Regions from separate parts of the Mus musculus genome. Here regions 2, 3, 4, 5, 6 and 7 are each linked to region 1. A link is a contact called in public HiCAR-type and HiChIP or PLAC-seq data. All regions are on one chromosome and are shown on one strand. Each heading gives the region's core, a stretch centred on a gene start, on an enhancer-like site or on the middle of the called end of the contact. The rest is flanking DNA. Distances are from core to core; before and after follow the strand shown. Region 1 holds the start of Fank1 (fibronectin type 3 and ankyrin repeat domains 1). Region 2 holds the start of Fam53b (family with sequence similarity 53, member B). Region 3 holds the start of Abraxas2 (BRISC complex subunit). Region 4 overlaps Dock1 (dedicator of cytokinesis 1). Region 5 overlaps Dock1 (dedicator of cytokinesis 1). Region 6 holds the start of Zranb1 (zinc finger, RAN-binding domain containing 1). Region 7 holds the start of Dock1 (dedicator of cytokinesis 1).

Region 1 (2,700 bases), core at 190-2,689:
GATGGAAGGCCTTTAATGTCCAGCGCTGACCGGTAAATCAATCCTACAATTTCCTCTGTTTCTCCGCACTTCCTCATCCCTTTCTTATCTCTTCTCCATTTTTCTTCCTTCCTCTGCTTCCCCCTCTTCTCTCCTTAACCCATGACACTCTCTGAGGTGGTTTGAAAATTCTACACCATACCAGATAAAAATTCCTAGTGGGTTTTTCCCCCCTTCACACCTTTCTTAAAGGAAAACCTGGATCCTGGTCTTTGAAACCAGTATCCTACACAATTTGGCTGACTCAGTGACCCCCCTCTCCCCCCAAAAAAAATCAACAGGAAAAATGAGTATTGTAACACAAACACAAACACACACACACACACACACACACACACACACCAAACTAAACCAATTTCCAAGATCCCACAAGGGGCCCACAGCCTGAAATATGATAGGTGACAGTGGGGATGATAGACAGAGCAGGACTAGGGGAGGAACTGCCCGTAGTCTCAGTAGACAGCCTTGGCCTACTATAGAGGCAGGAGCAGCTTTCACACCCTCACCTAGGCAAACGGATTCGAACACCCCTCTCTGAAACATGTGGTGCAAAGAACGAGTCCTCCAGGAGGAGCTGAGAGCACCCATACTCGGAGTCTTAGGGTCATCCTAGCCTTGACCTGGGACAACATCCCGGTATAGGGTACCCACCCTGGAAAAGAGCTGCCACGCGCAAAGGCCGAGTCCGGACCATGACTTGGGGCAACATCCTGAAGCAATAGCCCTTCACTCTGGAGAATGGGTACTGGCAGGCAAAAGCTGGGTCCTCCAGCAGGAACAGGGTCTATCTCGACTCTCACCCGGGCATCTCCGGGTTCATCCGGACCCTGACCTGGACGGACGCCAGATGCAGGGGTAACCCTGACTCTAGCTTGGGGTTACGGCGGTGCAAAGACCGAGTCATCCGGCTGGAGCAGGGTTTGTTCTGACTCTCACTGGGGCGTCTCAGGTCATCCTAGACTTAACCCACCAGGGTCCAGAAGATCTCAGGCCGGAGCTCCGGTTCTCCTTCCGGAGCTGGGGGCGCCCTCGCCCTCAGCTGTGCCTGGTCGGGCGGGGCCGCAACAGGTGCGCGGCCTCCCTGCTTCCCCGCCGCCTGCCCTGCCGTTACCTGCAGCGGCGGCCGCCGAGGCCTCCCAGAGCCTGGGCGGGAGCTTCCCGAGCCCGGCCGACGTTCGCGTGGTCCCTAGAGGAGCTGACAGAGCGTTCCCGAGCTCGGGGCGCGGCTCTGCTGAAGCCGCCGCGCTCCCGGGTCGCGACCCCCCTGCGCCACTCCCGCCCGTGCGCTGCTCTGCGTTTCCACGTCACTTTTTGGTCCCTCCCTCTCGCCGTCCGCCGGGCCCCGCCCGCCCGCTCGCCTGCCCATCCCCGGTTGTCAGGGCAACCCGAGCGACGCCAGACGAAGACAGGCGTTAGGAGGGCGGCGCCGCCAGGGCTGGGCCCGAGGGCCCCCGGGAGCAGCTGACCATGGAGCCCCACAGTAAGCGGCGGGCTAGGGCCTGGGGTGCGAGCAGAGACCGAGCTAGCCGGGCCAGGTCTCGAACCCTCGGCTAAATGATCCACAGATTCCACAGAGCACGGCTGATGCCCTCACTAGCAATGGGCTTACGAATGGTTAATAGTGCTTCCAGTGTCTTAGTGAACCTCCATGGAGCCTGGGCCTTGAATTTATGTGTTCTTGCCTCTCTTCGATCTTATCCCTAAAGTCTGTGGTATATATAATTCATGTGCTTCCGCCCAGCATAAGATACATAACAAAAGTTTCTCATTCCTGTTTGTCTTAAATTTTCCGTTCTTTGTTATTGACTATTCGTGCGGATGCATGTGTTTGTGCACACGTGTGCAGGTGTCACACAGGTGCACATGCAAGTGTGCCACATTTGTGTGGAACCCAGAGGGGACATTCTGGTGTCTTTTCTTGCCATCCACCTTGGTTTTAAATTTTTATTTTATTTTATTTAATGTGTACAGATGTTTTGCCTGCATGTATATGTCTCTGCACCACTCATGTGCCTTGTGCCTCTACAGAGACCAGAAGAGAGAACCCAATCCCCTTGAACTATAATAAAAGCAGGCTGTGAGTAGGCTTGTGGGTGCTGGGTCCTTTGGAAGAGCAGTCAGTGTTCATGATATTTGAACCACATCTTCAGGCTCCCACCTTGGTTTTCAAGACAGGGTGTCCCACTGACCTAGAGCTCTAGTGAACTAGGCTAGGCAAACCGGCTAGCAGAACCCCAGAGGTGATCCTGTCTCCAGCTCTCTAGGGCTGAATCTACAAATCACACCACCACACTTGATATTTTATGGAGGTTCTGGGCATCAAACTTGGCTCTTTTACTTTCTGCAAGCATTGTTTGCGCGAAGTCATCTCATTAGCCCTGGTTTTTGTTTTGTTTTTAAAAATACTCTTAAGTTTGAGTTTGTCTCCTGCAGCCCAGGCTGACCTTGAGTTTAGGGCAAACTTCGTGACCTAGCCTCCTGAACCAGTGGCTCAGAATCTTCATGGCTCCACATTCTGAAAGTGCTGGGGCTACAGTGCTGTTTTTCATTTTGTTTTGATTGAAACAGAATCTCACTATCTCTCTGGCTAGCTTGGAACTCACTGTTTAAAGACCAGGCTGGCTTCAAATCCACAGGTCCACCTGCCTCTGTTTATGAAGT
Region 2 (2,700 bases), core at 165-2,664, 960 kb before region 1:
TGGGGCCAGGACCTGAATGCAACCCACGACGGGGGCCACTTTCCCAACACCAGAGTCCCAATTTTACCGTATGGAAAACTCAAGAGTGTGGCCTATAGGAGGCAGAATCCCATTCACCAAATGCTGCAAAGAGCTTTTCTTTGTTCGCCATGGTACTAAGTACAGTACGTGTTAACGAACCCGGCGGTCAGGAGCATCAGGGGGCGTCCAAAGGCGAGGGTCCAGAACAAGCCTGCCCACGCAATTCCAGGCCCTTGTCCCACTCACCCGCAAGCACTGTTCCCCTAGTCTGAGGGTAGAAGAGGAGCTTGTGTATGTGGGGGCGGGAGGGGGGGTCGAGAAAACACTTGGGTCAACTCAAATCACCCTCTTCGGATTCTGGGTTTCCAAGTCTCTTTGGTCCCGGTTCCACCAAGTGAAACCCCTAGCTGGCAACCTGACTCCCACCGGCTAGCAAACCAAGGATTGGCAGAAAGAAAAAAAAAAAAATGTGACTAGGCTAGTATCCTGTGACGGACGGCCCTCTTCGCCATGTGCAAAAACCACGCCGGCACAGGCGACCCCCCACTCCTCAAGCCCTGGCCTCGGCCACGCCGCCTGCTTCCCCCTCCCTAGGCAGAGCGCCCTCTCACCCCCATCGACACCGCGCGGGTCAGTCGTGTAGCCTTGGAGTCGTCCCTGCGCGCCCGCATCCCAGGGGTGGCGGGTGTAAACTTCCGTGAACAAAAGAGTTGTCTGCAAACGATGCGGAACTTCGGGGCTCAGCGCCTTCGCTGCTGCCACAAGCCAGGGCTCAAGTTGAGCCTCAAAGGAGGAGGCTGCTCGGGACGCAGCCGTCTCCGCGGCCGTCCGCTGGGTCGGCGGAGCGCAGACTTTTCGGCAGCGCTAGGTTTGCTCGTCCCCCGCCAGCGCGCTGACAAGTCTCACGCCTGCACCAGGGCGAGCAAGAGTCGGCGCCGGTAGAAACCACCGGATCCGCCGTATAACAAGGAGACAGGGAGAAAGAAAGCCAGCAGCATTAAGGAAGGAAAGAGCGAGCGCAGCGCACGCGAGCCCAACTTCCCCCGCCGCCGCCGCCGCCGGGGAGCTCGCACCGACCCCACTCCGGACCAGCCCCCTGGCGCGGTTGCCCGGCCGGGTCGCTTACTGTGCGCGCCGGACGCGGGCCGTCACTGCAAGCGCTCGCCAAGTCGTCCGGGCTGCACGCCCGCGTCCGCCGTGCGCACGCTCTCCGGCCGGCGCCGAGCGCTTTGTACCGAGCGACTCCCGGGGAGGAGGAAATCGACTTGTCACTTCCTGAACTGTTTGCAACTCGTCCCTTTAACCGACCTCGGCCAGGCCGCCAATGCCCACTGCTGCCGCCGGGCAGCTCGACCGCGGCTGCGTGAACTCGGTGGCGCTGTGCGGGCGGCGTCGCGGCCGGGGCGCCCGGCGTGCCGCTACGAGGTGCAGTGCGCGCAGCCGCCGGTGGGCGGGGAGAGGGGGGGGGGTCCACGGCGCGCCTCCGTCAGTGTGGCCGGGTGTCCAGTGAACCCGCACCACGCACCTCTCACGCCTGGATGCCGGGGCTCAGGGAAGTAGCACCGCACAAGTCAGGATTGAAACTCAGGCCTCGTGGGCTTCAGATGGCCAGCTTCCGGGTTTGGCTTAGCAGTTTAAAAGAATCTGTGGCGAACAAGACCGCAAAGGGAGGTGGCACGGACTCTGGTGCGGTCACACTTTAGGATAATAAAGCACTGTTCCTGACTCTGGGTGCAATCGAATTTGAGGAATTTGTACTTCAGATGCCACATCCAAAATACATGCAACTGGGGAAGGAAGGATTTGCGGTTGCTAAGCAGAGGCAGGGCATGTTTAGTTCTGTAACTTAGGATGTTGACTCAAGTGCAGGAATGTAACCCTGATAGAATAAGCAGAGTATTTTCATTGTGCAGCTCACCTGGGGGGGGAGGGGATAACGTTCCTTGTGAAATGAAGTCCTAGATTTCCCATCACTCCTTCCTGCTGATGTGTGTTATTAACCTTATCCAAAAAGATTTTTAAGAGTTTTTTTTAAGACTCTATGCCTGTTTTGCGTTCCCCTTTGCCAAAAAAACAAAACACCTCATTACTTTACATGGATTGTGTCTGCACCGTTTGAATGGTTCTATTCATAAATCAGGAAACTTTTTCTGTTGCTTCGAGGAACATTTAATTGGTTTTAATCCAATGTTGCAATCCTAGTATCAAACATAAATGAACAATTAACTTTTTGAGTTTGTGTGCACTTGGGAAACTATTAGATTTCATGGCTATTGCTGAAATATTTCAGTTTGTGACCACACTGGACCTATTCTTTTCAGAAAGGCATAAGCTAACATATTTCACACTAACTACAGCTCATTTCAGAGACTCTGCCATAAGATGAAGATGCTCATCAGAAGGAAGGATGTGTGTTCACCTCAGAGAGATGATTCGAACATAATCAAATCACTCTAAGAAGGCCAAGTGTGCTAATACACAGACTACAAAGATGCTAATATCCATAATACATTACTTCCTTTTAAGAAACATGTTAAGGGCTATGTTTTTTTTTTTTTTAAAGGAATAAGAACCACATGTTCTGTCAAAAGAAGGCAGGCACATGGGCAAAGCAGAGGCTACTATAATACACTTACGGTCACTTCCCAAAAGCCACCTGATCACAGCACTACCACCTTA
Region 3 (2,839 bases), core at 220-2,719, 920 kb before region 1:
AACTTTCAGTGCTTCCAGAAAGCAAAAAGGCTACTGTTGTAGCTGTAGCCAAGTCTATCAGGGTAGCAGAAGCAGGAATGCAGGGGGAGGGCATGTCGGCGTAGGATTTGGAGGCTGGCCAGGTATAATTGACACCTTATATCTAAACATTACCATGATCATTTCACTGACTGTGTTGAGGATATATTTGCAGGTCAACAGCCTCACTTCATTACCTCGACATTTTGGACTGGTTAATTCTGTTATGAGGCCTTTCCTGAGTTTACCTCCTTCCCCTGGGGTTGGCATTGGAAAATATCTCCTAGCAATGTCAAGCATCCCTTAAGGGCAAAATTGCCACCAACTGGGACTCTGAGAAGTTGTCATAACCAGGAGAGAGAAAATGGTGTTTTGGGTCAGGGTGGCAGATGTGCTGGTAGTGAATCGTAGGACTCAGTATTTTTTTGAAGATCGTTTTAGCTGATCTGATGTAGGGAACAAGAGAAAAGAAGTTGTTAAGGCTAGCTGCAAAGGTTTTTTTTTTTTTTTTAAGATTTATTTATTTATTATATGCAAGTACACTGTAGCTGTCTTCAGACACTCCAGAAGAGGGCGCTAGGTCTCGTTATGGATGGTTGTGAGCCACCATGTGGTTTCGGGGATTTGAACTCAGGACCTTCAGAAGAGCAGTCAGTGCTCTTAACCTCTGAGCCATCTCTCCAGCCCCAGCTGCAAAGGTTTTGATTTGAGTAATTGTCATAAACAGTTTTATTTGCTGAACTTGGAAAAGAAGTGAGAAGTAGCTCTGTAGGGAAATCAGGAGCCCAGCTAGGAATACTGAAGTCTTAGCAAGCTGCAGAAGAAATAGTTCCCTTTTTTTTTTTCTTTCTAAATTTGATAGTTTATTCATTGCTACTTATTTGTTTTTGTCTTCTATGATTTTTGTCAAACTTGAAGGTTTTTGTTTTTGTTGTTTGTTGAAACAAGTCTATGTAGCATTCATTGGCTGGCCTCCGACATGCAACCCTTCTGCCCTTACACGACTTATATTTGAATTGTTTTTGAGTCCAGAATCCAATCGTTTTACCAGCTCCACTACTTCTGACCATAATTCCCCTGTCACTGCACCAGGTGGGGATTATTGTAAATCTCCTTCCCTTCCATTTCTCCTACGCATTAGTCTCAACCAGGCAGGCAAAGTGGTCTGTTCAAGTTGAAATTACATCATGCTGTTCCCAAGTCAAATCTCAACCTGTTCAATTGCTGGAATCATCTCCGGCCTTCCATCCTTCAACTTCATTTGCAGAAGGGACAAACTGGATTATAACAAGGCTGTACAGACAGGCCGGTGTCTGAGGAACACACAAAACTGAAGGTGCTGGTTCTCTTTGATCTGGAATCCTTTACTTCCCTGTCCTAGCTTCGAGTAGCTTGGAGGACTTCATTTCCCAGGATGCTCAGCGGCGGGGCGTCCGGAAGGCTGTGCACCCTCCGCGGGGCATGATGGGGGAGGTGGAGATTTCCATCATGGCGGCTTCCATTTCGGGCTACACCTTCAGCGCTGTGTGTTTCCACAGCGCCAACAGCAACGCCGACCACGTAGGTGCCGGGCCCCCTGCCGTGGCCGCTGGGGCCTTCGGCTTCCTCCTCAGGCCGGCGCCTGCGGCCAAGCGACGACCGCTGGAGGCTCGGCCTTCAATCCCCGGGACAAACCGATGAGCTGGTGACCCAGGCGGCTCCCGCCCCCTTCCAGCTCCTGCACCCCGCGGGCCCTTCTCTGGCGCTCTCGGCCTCGGGCGGGTCCTGGCACAGCTGTTCTCAGTCCAAAGGACCTAAAGCGCCCGGCCCCGCCAGTGTCAGGAGTCGCCTAGCCAAAACTGGGTGCCTACCCCTCGCTGAGAATCGCGCTTCCAGACTTGAGTGCCTTGGGTCGGGATGGAGTTCAAAGGTCTGGGTTGTAATCTAGGAGAGGATCCAAGTTCTGACCCCCGGCCACACGGGTCGTCGTGTCTGTCACCGTTCATACTTATCAGATGTGGCTGTTTGGATTTTTTTTTTTTTCACCCCAGTGGAAAATGGAGAATGTGAATAGGCTCGTTAGGTGCAGAGTCTTGTTTGCACTTCCTCAAAGTTGCCTGTTTAGTTCCTCAGCGAGTGTTCTAATCCCCGGAACTTGTCTTAAGAGGGAAGTGACAGGCCCACTTATGAGCGATCAGAAATGTACAGGCCATGGAGTCCATAGGACTCTTCGGTGTCTTTATTTTACGAATTGCCTTTCAATGCCGTTGACCTCTGGAAATTATTTGTGAAATAGGTGCTTTTACAGGACATTACTCTCCCACCAATTAGCGGTTTGTGTGTGTGTTGTTGTTATTGGTGAACGATTTAAATTCATTGAATAAGAGATGGGGCTTTTTGTGGTTGTCATTATAAAAACAGTAGTTAGAAGGGAAACTGGATTTGGTTTGATGTCACTGATCTTCGATTCCATTAATAAAGACTGATTCTGAGAGGCGATTCCATGAGTATACTGAGTGGAATGAATTTACTGTTCTTTTCATCTCTGCAGTGTTGATGGCAGAGATTACTGATAGGAATATATTCAGCATTGTTCTGCTTTTTTTCCTAAAGCCAGCTCTGACCTACTAGCCTTCAGTATTGCAGCTAGCTCTTAATACTGTAAGTGGTTGTAAAGTTCCTAGCGTCCATGGACTGCAGTTACGAGTTCAGGGTGCTTATTTATTCTGTTTTAGAGAGTACCTAGGAATGTCATAGTTTGTGTATAAGACAAGATTATTATAAAGATAAGAAACTTGGACAGTATTTCTAGAAACTGCCATAGTTCCGTTTCTTCACTTGT
Region 4 (2,700 bases), core at 134-2,633, 930 kb after region 1:
ATTTTGTGTTCTCTTTTTTTTATTACGTCCAGGATCTCCCACAGTGGGTGGGTTTTCTTGCTTAAGTTAACTGAATCTAAATAATTTTTCACAGGCTTGCCTATCTGCTAAGTAATTTTGGATTCCCTCTAGTGGACCATCTAGTGGAACATCACAGCTGAATCCAAAAGTTCCCACACTTAATTTAAGGCCTTGTAGTCACATCTTGAACTTCTCTCTGTAGTACCATATATGTAGGCTTTCCCTTTTTGACAGACCTTTCTTTTCTTGATCTTTCAAGTTGGTGGGTGGTCGGCCCGTTCATAGTGTTAAGCCCACGTCAGTGAAATCATTTGGCAATTCTTTTTTTTTTGGGCTTTGGAAGCTGCACAGTAGGTTACCCAGGGTGGTCTGGTACTTGTATAGACTATGCTAGCAATTCTCCTGCCTCAGCCTTTTGAGTGCCAGGATGACAGGTGCAGGCTGCCATTCTCAGTTCCATGGTAATTCTATGCTTAATTTTTGGAAGAGCTGTCCAGGTGGCTTCCCCAGCAGCCTCTTTGCAGTATGCAATCTATCTGTAAAGGGTTCTGGCTTCTTCAGATGTTTGTATTATAACTTTTTAATTATAGTCATCCTGTTTTCAATTTACAGCAATCGTCAAATAAGAGACTGCACTGGTATTTTGCGATGGGCTCTACTACGTAGCCAGTCCCAGAAATAAGCACCATCATGGGCTGGCAGGGTGTTTTGTAAAATGCCATCTAAGGGATGTCCCTGGCAGGCCACTCTTTGTAGGCAGGGTCTTGCTTACTTTTTCAGGCTGGTCTTGAACCTCTGATCTCTCTGGTTTTGTCTCCTCAGCACTGAGGTTACAGCCATTTGTCACCATGCACCAGTCCCAGTGTCTGTCTGGGCAGAGCACTGTAGGCACGATAGGACTCTCCCCAGGTCTCAGTTGCTCAGTTCTCTGTGTTCATCTTTAATGTCCCTGTTACATAATGTTTGTGAGTGTTTCTTTGCCCTCTGTGTCCAGGCAGCCCACCACAAACACTACTCCCAATTATTGCACACTGTCTTCTCTGTGTTTTTGGGTACTCTCCAGGAAAGACAAATTTATCAAGCGTTTAGCTAAGGCAAGATTTGTCTTGTGTCCTCTGGGGGCAAGGGTTGGGCACTGGCTCCTCTCTCCACAGTGCTGGAGGCAGGTGTTCCTCCTAGGCCTCATTCCTTATATACAACAGACAGAAAAGACAGGTGCCTTGTCCAACCACACCAGGCCCTGGGCTTTCTCCCTCAGGCTAAGCTGGCATGGGTCCCTCTGAAGTGCAGGCTGTCCCCCTTCTCCTCAGCAGAGCATCTGGGACAAGCCCCAGCTGCCAGTGCCCAGTGTTGATTCTGCCTGGGAACAAGAGGGCAGTGTGTGGGCTGCTGGGCCATTAGCATCCGAGTATGCAAATATATCCCAGCCTTGCACCCCCGCCCCCTGCAGTGCCGCCCTTGCCTGAGCCAAAGTTTAGGAAATCCTGGGATTAACCCTGAAGAGTGAGGCTTGTTCTGGTTCTGACCTCTAGATTCTAAGAGTGATCTTTATGCATGGAGGCGCTGCCTCTTATAGTCCTATAAGTCCTACTTAGACATGCACACCCTCATCTGGGCCATAGTGACAGGGAAGAGAGGTCCTGGGGTAGGGCAGGGACCAGGAGGAGGATGGAGGATACAGACGTCTGGAGTGTCACATTCACCTGCCTTTGTGCTATGGGGAGACAGTTCCTAATTCATTCATTCTCTCTCTCTCTCTCTCTCTCTCTCTCTCTCTCTCATGCTGTGTGGGTGGGTATATGTGCCCATATGTATACCGATAGAGTGCCGAGGTTGCATTTGACATCTTCCTGGATCACTTTCTATCTTGGGTTTTGAGACAGGGTCTCTCACTGAACCCTGAGCCAGTCTCCATCACCCAGTTTCAGGTTTACAGATGTGTTCTACAAAGCCTGGCTTTTCTGTAAGTGCTGGGAATCCAGACTCAGATCTTCATGTTTGCATACTGAGCCCCGTTCCCGGCACCCCTGTTCCCTCCTTAAGCTGACAGTATTGTTCAGCAAGTACAGGCTTGGAGTGGCACTGACTGGTCGACCTCCTAGGCAACATCTCATCCTCACCCACGGGTGCTATGGTGGCTCTTGTCACTCCGTTTCACAGAGTGAGAAACTGCACCAAAGGAGCAGAGGTGGGGCTTGCGGTTGAGCTCCTGTTGGTCTTTCCAGTCCCAGTGCTGGTCTCAGCTAGAGCGAGGGGCCTGCTTGCCTTGAAGTGGAACCTTACAGGGAGGTAGCAGGAGGGAGGATTTGCTTCATGGAGGTGATGTGGAGGGGCCCTTTGTTTCTCAGGTGGAGGACGCATGTGCCTCCTGTCTTGCTCATTGGGTGCACAGTGGGACCATAGTGTGAAGGGAGCCTGCCCATGGTGGAAGGAGGCGGCAGAGGACTTGGCGTGTTGACAAGTCATCTTACTGAAAGAGGAATGACTGGGAACTGCTCTGAGCTCTGCAGCCTCTGTGCAGCTCCTTCATTAACACCCCTGTGTGCCCCACTTTATTGTTTATCTCAAAGAGGGCTTGATTGTTTTTTAATCTTCAATTTTATTTTTTATCAAAGCTTAGGAATGCAACACTACACAGGAGGAATTTCAACAAACTCTAGAGAGTCAAAATTCATCTCT
Region 5 (2,700 bases), core at 156-2,655, 1.0 Mb after region 1:
CCTGTGGGTGCGTGGACGTCACCCACTGTGTCCTTTGATAAGGACCTCCATAGATGTCGATGAGCTTGGGAAGAGGAAGTGGCATCCGTCAGAGTTTAAAACTCACACTTCTATTTTGGGCTGAGGACTAACTTAGCAGGGAGATTAAACAATGGGAGGACTTAATTTTATTTTTAAATGTGTTTATTTGTGGTGTATGTGGGGGCAGTCAGAGGACACACTGGCTTCTTTCCTTTCTCTGTGTGAACAGTGGGGCTTGAACTCTGTTCATCAAGCTTGTTAGCGAGCACCGTAACCACTCTTCCGTCTTGTCAGCCTTCCTCTTGGAGAAGTTTTCCAGGCAAAAGAAGGAAACAAGGCATCATGGGGAATACACAAGGTTTGAAAACAGATCAGAGAAATGGAGTTGAACCTTCATTCTAACTTAACCCTGGAAATGACCTTGAGTAACGAAGCTTTTAACCCAGCTCTTCCCGCTGGTACACATGTGAATAATGCCTGCTTCCGGAGCGTTCTGGCTAGTGTATACACACTGTCAGATGTGAGGTACTCCCTTCTCTGTGTCTTCCTCTGTCTTGATTCTCCTTGAGATAATTCCCAGTTATCTCTCTTTGGAGAAGTTGATTGGCCTGATATGTTTGGGCTCCCTGCTTACAGTGTGAGATAAGACCTCCTTGCTGGTTCTAGTCCACCAAGCTCAGCCTAATGTGGCAGGTCACTCATCAGCTGATGCCTCGGCCCTGGGCTGACTGAGTTCATTTCCCACTGCTTGCAGCCTCCTCGGAGTCATGGCAGCCCGGTGGCGATACTTCTTATTCAGGGCACACCAGTACCGTTGCCGTGACTCTGTCTGGAGGAGGCAGAGGCTCTCTGCACAAATCCTTCATTTAAAAGCCGCGTCCTCCTAATGTGGCCGTATCATAGCTGTGCAGAGACTTTATGCTCTCTTGAAATGGAGCTTGAAAATCCAATTTTTTTCCCTCTTAACTGCCTGATAGGAGTTGTGATTATTAATGTCCGTCATTATCAGGAATCACATCTCGGTGTTGCCTGTCAGTCATGGCTGGAGTTTGAGATTTGCCGAGGAGCAGGCATCGTTTGGGCTTGCACTGGATTACCCTAGCATGGAAGAAGCCCGTCCTTTGGAAGATGGGACTCTGGAAGGGAGAAATGTTGCTGTCCTGAGGGCTGAGGCGTGCCAGTCAGGTGTCTTTCAAACTTTCGCCACCTGCTGCTTCCATCTCTCTTTACATTTTACATCTCTCTTCATTCTCAGCTTTGCCCAGTGAGGCTTTCCCACCCTTGGCCTCCCTAGTAAAATATTAGTGAGAGGCTGTGAGTCATCCAGACACATCTGAGTTGTTTGAGCCTATGTGAACACCGATACTTGGAGACCATTTGGACACTTCCTGGTTGCCAAGTCACCGTGGGTTTGAATCATTTCTGAAGGGTTCTTACTTGCTGCCTGTGGTAATCGCTACCAGCAAATGACCCCCCCCCCCCATCCCCCACTTCCCAGAAGGACTGGATTTGTGTAAGTGGGGGGGGGGGGGAGGGAGGATTGTGCAGGAGTTTGATTCTCAGGGACATGAGTCAGCTATGTGGGCTCCAGCTAGTGACTGGGCTGTGCAAAGAATGTCCCAGTACTAGGAATGAGATTCTCAGCGTGTACCTACATTGGGGTACATGAACTAATGTTTGTGCCTCATTCAATGCAGGCTAAGGGTGGTGTCCCCAGCTGGGTCATTGACCCCAAGTGTGTCTGCTTTAGTGTCTCAGCAGGTGCTGAGCTCTGCTCAGCTTCTCACTTTGGAGGAAGCCACTGTCTTATATGTGGGTCAGTGTTCCAGATGCATCGCTAGTTGTCTGAAATTTGATCATAATTTCCTATCAAAACAAGTCTCATCCACAGTATCTCTTTAAAACATGCGGGGGGGGGGGAACCTCCCAGGGTGGTGTGTGGAATACTTTCTTACCTTACAGCTCCTTGAATCTCACCATTTGCAGGGTGATTCCCTCCCTGGTACCCAGTGAGAGAGCCCTGGTCTCTGCAGCAGCTGTTGCCAAGCAACAAGGAAATTCCAAAGTGATGCTGCTCACTGAACAGAAGGAAGAATCTGGCTTTCATTTCATGCAAGCATTGATACCCCTTTTTGGGATTGTGCCATGCCAGGAGTGTATAAGATGGGGGTGCCCTAGTTGGCGCCTGAGTGTGGAGTCCCAAATTCTCCTCTGAGGGAATCATTTTTCCTGAAACCATAATTTGTTCTCGCAAAGTTCCATTACTTAGGGAAAGAAAAGCAGGGGCTGAATTATTCATCAAGGTTTGTATTAAAGATCTCTGTCCTCAGCGCTGTGTGGGCTGCCATAGGGGATAGGACAAGAACTGTAAGATGCGATCCCTCCTCTCAATTAGCTTACTGTATAATGAGAGGGAAAGGAGTCATGAAACAAAGGATAATTATGAACCCAGCTGTGTTGAGTCCCCGGGACTGGAGGCCTTTCCTGCCTGGGTAGCTCTGTGGGGGAGGGACAAACTTTTTCCTTCAGCACTGCCCAGTGGGGTGATTTGTGAATTTTCTCATTTGAACTTTTTCCTCAAATTTGCAATACAGAGCCCAGATGGGCAGTACAAATGTTATAATCCAAGTTTTTTGTTGGGTGGGATGGGGTTTGGTTGCTGAGGCAGGAGAATTTACA
Region 6 (2,700 bases), core at 124-2,623, 850 kb before region 1:
TTGTTTTGTGTTGTTGTTTCCATTTAAACTTAATTTATGGATAAGTTCTCAGACCAGGTGGGGGTTGCTGAAGGCCTCTACTCCATAGCAATGGCTATGGAGAGGAAGCACCCCACTGGTTGTGAAAGATGTTGGTGAGGGGAAGTTATACAAAGTACTGTTCTTTTGATGGCCATGGTACAGCTGTCTTATACCATTTTATGCAAATAACTCAAGACACCAAAGACAGCTTCACAAAGTGAATTCCCACTCAAGTTTGGGAAACATCAAACTTCAAGTAACACGGTCATCCTTTTGGATCTGAGGTATCCAAACAATTACTAAATGCCCTCCCAGATTGCTGTTAATGTTCCTTCAAGATACTAATTAATTATTTTTATTTTTAATTATGTGTTTGTGCAAGTGAGTGTGGGTGTTGGTAGAGGCCACAAGAGGGCACTGAACCCCCTGGAGCTGGAGTTACAGGTGACTGTCTTCCACTGAAGTGGCTGCTGGGAGCAGAACTTTGCTTCTCCGAAGTAAGTGCTCTTACACGCTGGCCGTTTCTCCAGACCCCCCATATTACTATCTTTTTAAAAATTACATTTATTTATTTTGTGTGTAGCCCAGAGAACAACTGTGGGAGTTAGTCGTCTTCTTCCACTCTGTAGGTACTGGGGATGGAACTCAGGCTGTCAGGCTTGGCAACTTTACCCAGTGAACTATTTCTACGGCCTTTAACACATTACTTTTAAAGCAGTTTACATTTTGAAAAAGTTTGAAGTAGGGCTAGGTGAAGCTAAGAGTAGTGGTGGCGTAAGTCCAGCACTCCGGAGGTTTAAGAGTTCGGGATCAGTCTCAGCTATTTAGAGGGGTTAGAAATAAATCGGGCTACAAGAGAACCTCGTCTGAAAACAAAATAAAATGCCAAGTAAGCAAGGCTTGTAATCTCAGCGCTCTTGGGGAGGCTGAGGCAGGAATATCGTTTAAGAGTTCCAGGCCAGCCTGAGCCCCAGAATGACAGCCTGGGTCAAATTATTGAAATTTTAAAAACTGTTTTAAACCGCCGAAGGAACGGCCAAGCGGTCTCCCAGTTAGCAAACAGATGCGTGACTCACGCTTGATTCAAAGCGCTGGCGACTCTGCAGCAAAGAGCGGCCGGCGGCCAGGGGAAGAAGGCTCCCACCTCCCAAGTGCATCCTGCACTTAGACTTGAAGACACTCACCCGGGAGGACGCGTCGCGGGACCGCGCGCGCCGTAGCCTCACAATCAGGACGCACGCTGCTGACGTCACGGCCGCGGCCCGCTCCTGCGCCGGGAAAGAGGCGGTCGCCTATTGGCTGCGCCTCCTGAGGCCTCGGGACCAATCACAGGACGGTGAGCAGCGAGGTCCAGTTCCTGACGTTGTGCGGCCGCCGCGGGGTTTATTTAGCTCTAGGGTCCTGACCGCCGCCATTCGGAGTCCTCTGCGCCCGAGGCTGTCCCCAGACCGCTCCGCCCCTGTCCCCGAGCCTCGGCCCCCGCCTCCGCGCAGCCTCTCCGCCCCTCGGGCCGCTGGGAGCCGCGCGCGGGCCCGCGGAGAACATGTCCTGACTGAGGCGGGAGGGCGGAGGCGGCAGCAGCGGGGTGGGCGGCGGCGCCGAGGGAGGCGGAGAGGGGCCGGGCTCGGCTCGTCGCCGCTGGCCGTGCGGGAGTCGCCGCCGCCGCCGCGGCCGCCGGGCGCCGCGCGTCAGACGGGGAGGAGGAGGATCCGCGGCCGCCAGGTAACCGGGCCTGGGTTGGGGGCGCCGCGCCGCAGGCCCCTCGCGGGTCGACCGCGGCCTGACGGGGCGTCGCGGGGAGCAGGCTGCCGAGCCTCCGGGCGGCAGCGTTGCGGGATAGCGCATCGCAGGCCCGGGGTTGTCCGCGGCCGCGCGTCCATCTTGGGCTTCCCAGCGCGGGGACAACCCGGAGGATGAGGGAGAGTGGCCGCCCGGCTTGTTTACCGACCTCAGTTGGCCGCCTTCGTCAGCGGCTGGCGCTGCCCTTCTGCCCGCCTCATTCCGGCAACTGGGATCCCTCCCGAGTCCGAGTGTGTGGGTCTTATTCCCACCTCTTAGTAGGCCATAAACACCCGGATTTGTCGCTCTAAGTTGGTGCTGGTCCCCAAACTTGTGTTTTGGTCCCTTGTCCACTTTCTCTCCCCTCATACGTTGGCCTCCGGTTGCCTAAAGCAAATCAGGGTGAAAGTTGATGTCTGGTGGCCATGGGCAGCTGGAACTCCGCTCCCGGTAACGATCGCTCTGTGCACCTACCTTGTGGGTTTTCTTGTTTTGTTTTGGTTTTCTGCTCTAATTTGGCTGGTCATTGCACAGACAAAAGAGCTGTAATACTTGCTGTTAGCGCCGGGGAGAGGCAGTTTACGTTAAGCAAGAAGTTTGAACCCGCCCATTATCTTGGAGACGCTGGTTTTGAAACCACCTTGCTTAGAATTTTGTATCTCAACCCCTCGATTTCCCCTTTCGGTTACCCACTAAGTCAATTTTTATAAGTTCTTTCCACTGCTTGCAATGTTTGGTCTCTGTATAGTTGACCTGTGATGGTGTTAATAAACGTGATGTACAAATACTTGGAAGTGTTATATAATGAGTGGCTCCTGTACCCCGCAGTCTCTTTCAGTCGACTCCCTACCAACTTTTGCTACATGCATGGTACCTCTGTTGATCAAAAATGGGTGACTT
Region 7 (2,713 bases), core at 24-2,523, 890 kb after region 1:
TTAAACTTTCATTCCTTTAGTCCTTGAAGATTCCCAGGCTGGTGTCTTTGTCATTGTTTCTAGGATGCAAGAGAGGGCACACAGTAGAATATGCAATCTCATTTGCCCCTTCTAATAGCTTGCTGTGGACCCGAGGTCCCCTTGCACCCCTCCCCTTAGTTTTAACCTTTTCTTGGATTCTAATGAACGCTCAGGGTGTGTCTATGGGCAGGCCTTGAAGAAATCGGAAGTATTGCACTTGTGGGTGGCTGGCACTGGGTGAGTCTGAGACCAGCCTCCTTCAGATTAGAGTTGCTAGGAGCTGCTTGTTCTAAGCTGGAACTGGCTTCCTTTCTCTTCCCACTTCCTCTCTTTCCCCACTTCAGCAGGCCCAGTTCCTACTGAACGCCTCAAAGTTGCTGCAAACTAGGAGCCTCATTGTGCTGCTCCAGACCCTCAACACCCAAAGAGATCTGGGCTGTTAGAAACACCCAGGGGCTGCAAAGTCTTTTCCTAGGCTTCTCTTACCAGTGCTGACTGTACATCACCACTCCCATCAGCTACTAGGCACGCTCAATGCGCTCAGACCCTGGCAAAATGGGTGCCCACTTTGAATGAATGAATGAACTACGATGAACTCCTAGCTCTGCTCCAACGCTCTCCACCAGGTCAGAACTGGGGTTTCCGCACTTCACACCAGTGAGTACATGTGTGGTGTCTGACTATTTGTGTTAGATCCAGGCCTAGAGGGCTATAAGGATTTGTGGTGTGTGTGTTCGCGCGTGCACGCTTGTGTGTGAAAAGATAGCACTTTGTGAGGTGCAGGGTACAGTGTTCAGGATGGTGTGCGTGGTGTGTGTGTGTTGTGTGTGTGTGTGTGTGTGTATGTGTGTACCCTGTATGGTACAGAGTGCAGAGTGTTTGGGATGCTGGGTGCTCGGTGTTCAAAGTAGAGTGTGGGTAAAGAGTGCTGGATGCGGTGCAGAGTAGACAGTGCAGGGTGAGGACCATACAGTGCAGATTAGTAGGTGCGAGGTGCACGGTGTTTAGTGGAAAGTAGAGGATGTGAGTTGCACGGTTCCTGCAGCATGCAGGGCGTCCATGGGCTCCGGGAAGCAGCCTGGGTCCCTCGAGGGACCCGGCGGGCCGAGCCCCAGGGCACGCGCGCCTGGGCGGGCTACAGCCGGCCGCCGTCCCGCCTCTCGCCGGCGCTCCCGGCCTTTCCCATCCGGCCCGCGACGCTCCGCCCGCCCCGTCCCACATGACACCGCCTCCGCCGCAAACTTTTTCCTCCCCATCCTGTCGCGGCGGGGAAGGAATGGAAGATGGCGGCCTAGGCGCAGAGTTTCCTGCCCGAGCAGCGGCGGCAGCAGCGGCGGCTCCAGTGGGCTGCGGCCAGCGCCACCATGACGCGCTGGGTCCCCACCAAGCGAGAGGAGAAGTACGGCGTGGGTGAGCAGCGCGCCGCCCCGCGCCCGCCCCGCGCGCAACTTCCCCGCCGCGGCGCCCAGCCTGTTGCCGCGCGGTGCGGAGCCCGGCCCGCCCGGGGCTGGAGCCCGCGTGGGGAACCCGGGGACCCTCCGGGGTCCACCGTGCTCCTCATTCCCGCGCATTCGCTCTGTCGTAGTCCCGTGTGCTCCTGCGTGCGCGGGGCTCCCGGGGTCATTGTTTGTGTGCGTTTTGGCTTCTTCGGGAAACTTCTGTTTGGCATCCGGGACTCCGGGTGGACACTTTTCATTGTGCAGCGCTCGGATCTGTGAAGCCTCCTTTTCTCGCGTGAGGAGTGGCTGCGCCTCCCGGGTTGGGTCGGTGCCGCCTTTCCCGCCCTGGATGGTAGGGGACACTCAGGCGCTCCTGTGTCCCCGGGGCTCTGGAAACGGACCTCGAGGGCGGGGACCTGGTTTTGCCTTTGTCGCTTCCCTAGGGGGTAGAAGGAGTAGGGTTGCAAGCTTACTTTTGATCCAAGGAGTCCCGCTTTCCTCAATGGCCAGACAGTCCCAGAGCCCTGCAGACCTTGTCTCGCCCCCCAGCTAGCCCACATCAAAAGTCAGGTCTGTCTAGGCCTCAGGGCTCGCTGGCATTCCAGATTTGACCATTCCGTTTCCAGGCTCCTGCTCTCTTTTCCCTAAGGATCCTCTGACGCCCAGCCTCACCTGAGCAGAGACTCTGACTTGCAAGCAGGCATTTCTTGGGGATTTGCAAGCAAGCATTTAGGGGAGCTTGCTGCCTTCCACCCTAAGGGCTGCCTTGGGGCACTTTCTCAGCAGCTGTCTGTTCTAGGCATGCCTTCAGCACCGTCTTGCAGGCCTAGTTCATGTCCCAGCCCGCTGTCTTTGAAAGCTTCCCGGAGACTCCAGTCTACAAGGCCGTGTCCTTCCTTTGAACTCCAGTTACTTATTTCTGTAACAAGTAGGAGATGGTGGCCATGGGGGCAGGGCTGGAGAAGCCTAGGGCCCCTACCTCCACTCTAGGCCCACACCCAGGTTTGGAGGATTTTTCCCTGCGTTGTGAACACTGGAGCTGAGCTCCACCTGTGCTTGGCCGACCTTTCAGAGGCCCATGGCAGAGCTGGGAAGGGCTGTTAGAGTCCCATCTATTTAATTTGGGATGAGGGTCCTACTTAGGATGGCTTCAGGGTGTGGGAGGTTTTCTCTTGGGGTTGCCCAGGACTGTTGAAAGAACAGCTAGAAGAGTGGCAGGGGCAAGCAGAAAGCCAGATAGTCGGGGTGCAGTT

What was found. HiCAR-type assays count read pairs that join an accessible place to other places. HiChIP or PLAC-seq counts read pairs in DNA pulled down with a chosen protein or histone mark.
Region 2: a HiCAR-type map of astrocytes shows a contact between it and region 1, with 3 times the contacts expected there. The contact joins the promoter of Fam53b here to the promoter of Fank1 in region 1.
Region 3: a contact with region 1 is called in an HNF4G HiChIP or PLAC-seq map of pancreatic cancer cells. The contact joins the promoter of Abraxas2 here to the promoter of Fank1 in region 1. A contact is called at or near these places in 4 of 115 datasets of contacts at active chromatin or transcription factors (astrocytes, embryonic stem cells and pancreatic cancer cells).
Region 4: a HiCAR-type map of astrocytes shows a contact between it and region 1, with 3 times the contacts expected there. The contact joins the enhancer-like site here to the promoter of Fank1 in region 1. A contact is called at or near these places in 2 of 39 promoter capture datasets (embryonic stem cells and neural stem cells), 5 of 115 datasets of contacts at active chromatin or transcription factors (astrocytes, craniofacial prominence, embryonic forebrain and 2 more) and 1 of 9 other capture datasets (liver).
Region 5: a contact with region 1 is called in a FOXA1 HiChIP or PLAC-seq map of pancreatic cancer cells. The contact joins the enhancer-like site here to the promoter of Fank1 in region 1. A contact is called at or near these places in 1 of 39 promoter capture datasets (embryonic stem cells), 4 of 115 datasets of contacts at active chromatin or transcription factors (astrocytes, embryonic forebrain, embryonic stem cells and 1 more) and 1 of 9 other capture datasets (liver).
Region 6: an H3K27ac HiChIP or PLAC-seq map of cardiomyocytes shows a contact between it and region 1, with 3 times the contacts expected there. The contact joins the promoter of Zranb1 here to the promoter of Fank1 in region 1. A contact is called at or near these places in 2 of 39 promoter capture datasets (cranial neural crest and pre-B cells), 1 of 484 Hi-C or Micro-C datasets (embryonic stem cells), 3 of 115 datasets of contacts at active chromatin or transcription factors (astrocytes, cardiomyocytes and stem cell-derived neural progenitor cells) and 1 of 9 other capture datasets (embryonic stem cells).
Region 7: a FOXA1 HiChIP or PLAC-seq map of pancreatic cancer cells shows a contact between it and region 1. The contact joins the promoter of Dock1 here to the promoter of Fank1 in region 1. A contact is called at or near these places in 2 of 39 promoter capture datasets (both in embryonic stem cells), 7 of 115 datasets of contacts at active chromatin or transcription factors (astrocytes, embryonic stem cells, extraembryonic endoderm stem cells and 1 more) and 1 of 9 other capture datasets (adipose tissue).

The regions. Positions count from the first base shown.
Region 1 is chr7:133,775,452-133,778,151 of GRCm38.p6, forward strand. Fank1 (fibronectin type 3 and ankyrin repeat domains 1) reads left to right here and starts at 1,440. Exons shown (of 11, transcript NM_025850.2): 1 at 1,440-1,519. The coding sequence starts at 1,507. Dhx32 (DEAH (Asp-Glu-Ala-His) box polypeptide 32) reads right to left here and starts at 1,352. Exons shown (of 12, transcript NM_133941.2): 1 at 1,151-1,352.
Region 2 is chr7:132,812,434-132,815,133 of GRCm38.p6, forward strand. It overlaps Fam53b (family with sequence similarity 53, member B), which reads right to left and starts at 1,415. Exons shown (of 5, transcript NM_001381858.1): 1 at 1,148-1,415.
Region 3 is chr7:132,857,756-132,860,594 of GRCm38.p6, forward strand. Abraxas2 (BRISC complex subunit) reads left to right here and starts at 1,470. Exons shown (of 9, transcript NM_198017.3): 1 at 1,470-1,578. The coding sequence starts at 1,480.
Region 4 is chr7:134,708,023-134,710,722 of GRCm38.p6, forward strand. The region is part of intron 1 of Dock1 (dedicator of cytokinesis 1); the gene reads left to right. Among named protein-coding and RNA genes, the nearest start is that of Dock1, 39 kb to the left of the region's middle. Within about 2 kb of position 1,384, at least 37 of the 459 cell types and tissues checked have an H3K27ac peak or open chromatin away from gene starts, as enhancers often do. A contact at or near this core is called in astrocytes, forebrain and neural stem cells, where this site is marked.
Region 5 is chr7:134,772,541-134,775,240 of GRCm38.p6, forward strand. The region is part of intron 18 of Dock1 (dedicator of cytokinesis 1); the gene reads left to right. Among named protein-coding and RNA genes, the nearest start is that of Dock1, 100 kb to the left of the region's middle. Within about 2 kb of position 1,406, at least 83 of the 459 cell types and tissues checked have an H3K27ac peak or open chromatin away from gene starts, as enhancers often do. A contact at or near this core is called in astrocytes and pancreatic cancer cells, where this site is marked.
Region 6 is chr7:132,929,803-132,932,502 of GRCm38.p6, forward strand. Zranb1 (zinc finger, RAN-binding domain containing 1) reads left to right here and starts at 1,374. Exons shown (of 10, transcript NM_207302.3): 1 at 1,374-1,743. It overlaps 1500002F19Rik (a long non-coding RNA gene), which reads right to left. Exons shown (of 2, transcript XR_003946678.1): 1 at 1,206-2,700.
Region 7 is chr7:134,669,414-134,672,126 of GRCm38.p6, forward strand. Dock1 (dedicator of cytokinesis 1) reads left to right here and starts at 1,274. Exons shown (of 52, transcript NM_001033420.2): 1 at 1,274-1,431. The coding sequence starts at 1,386.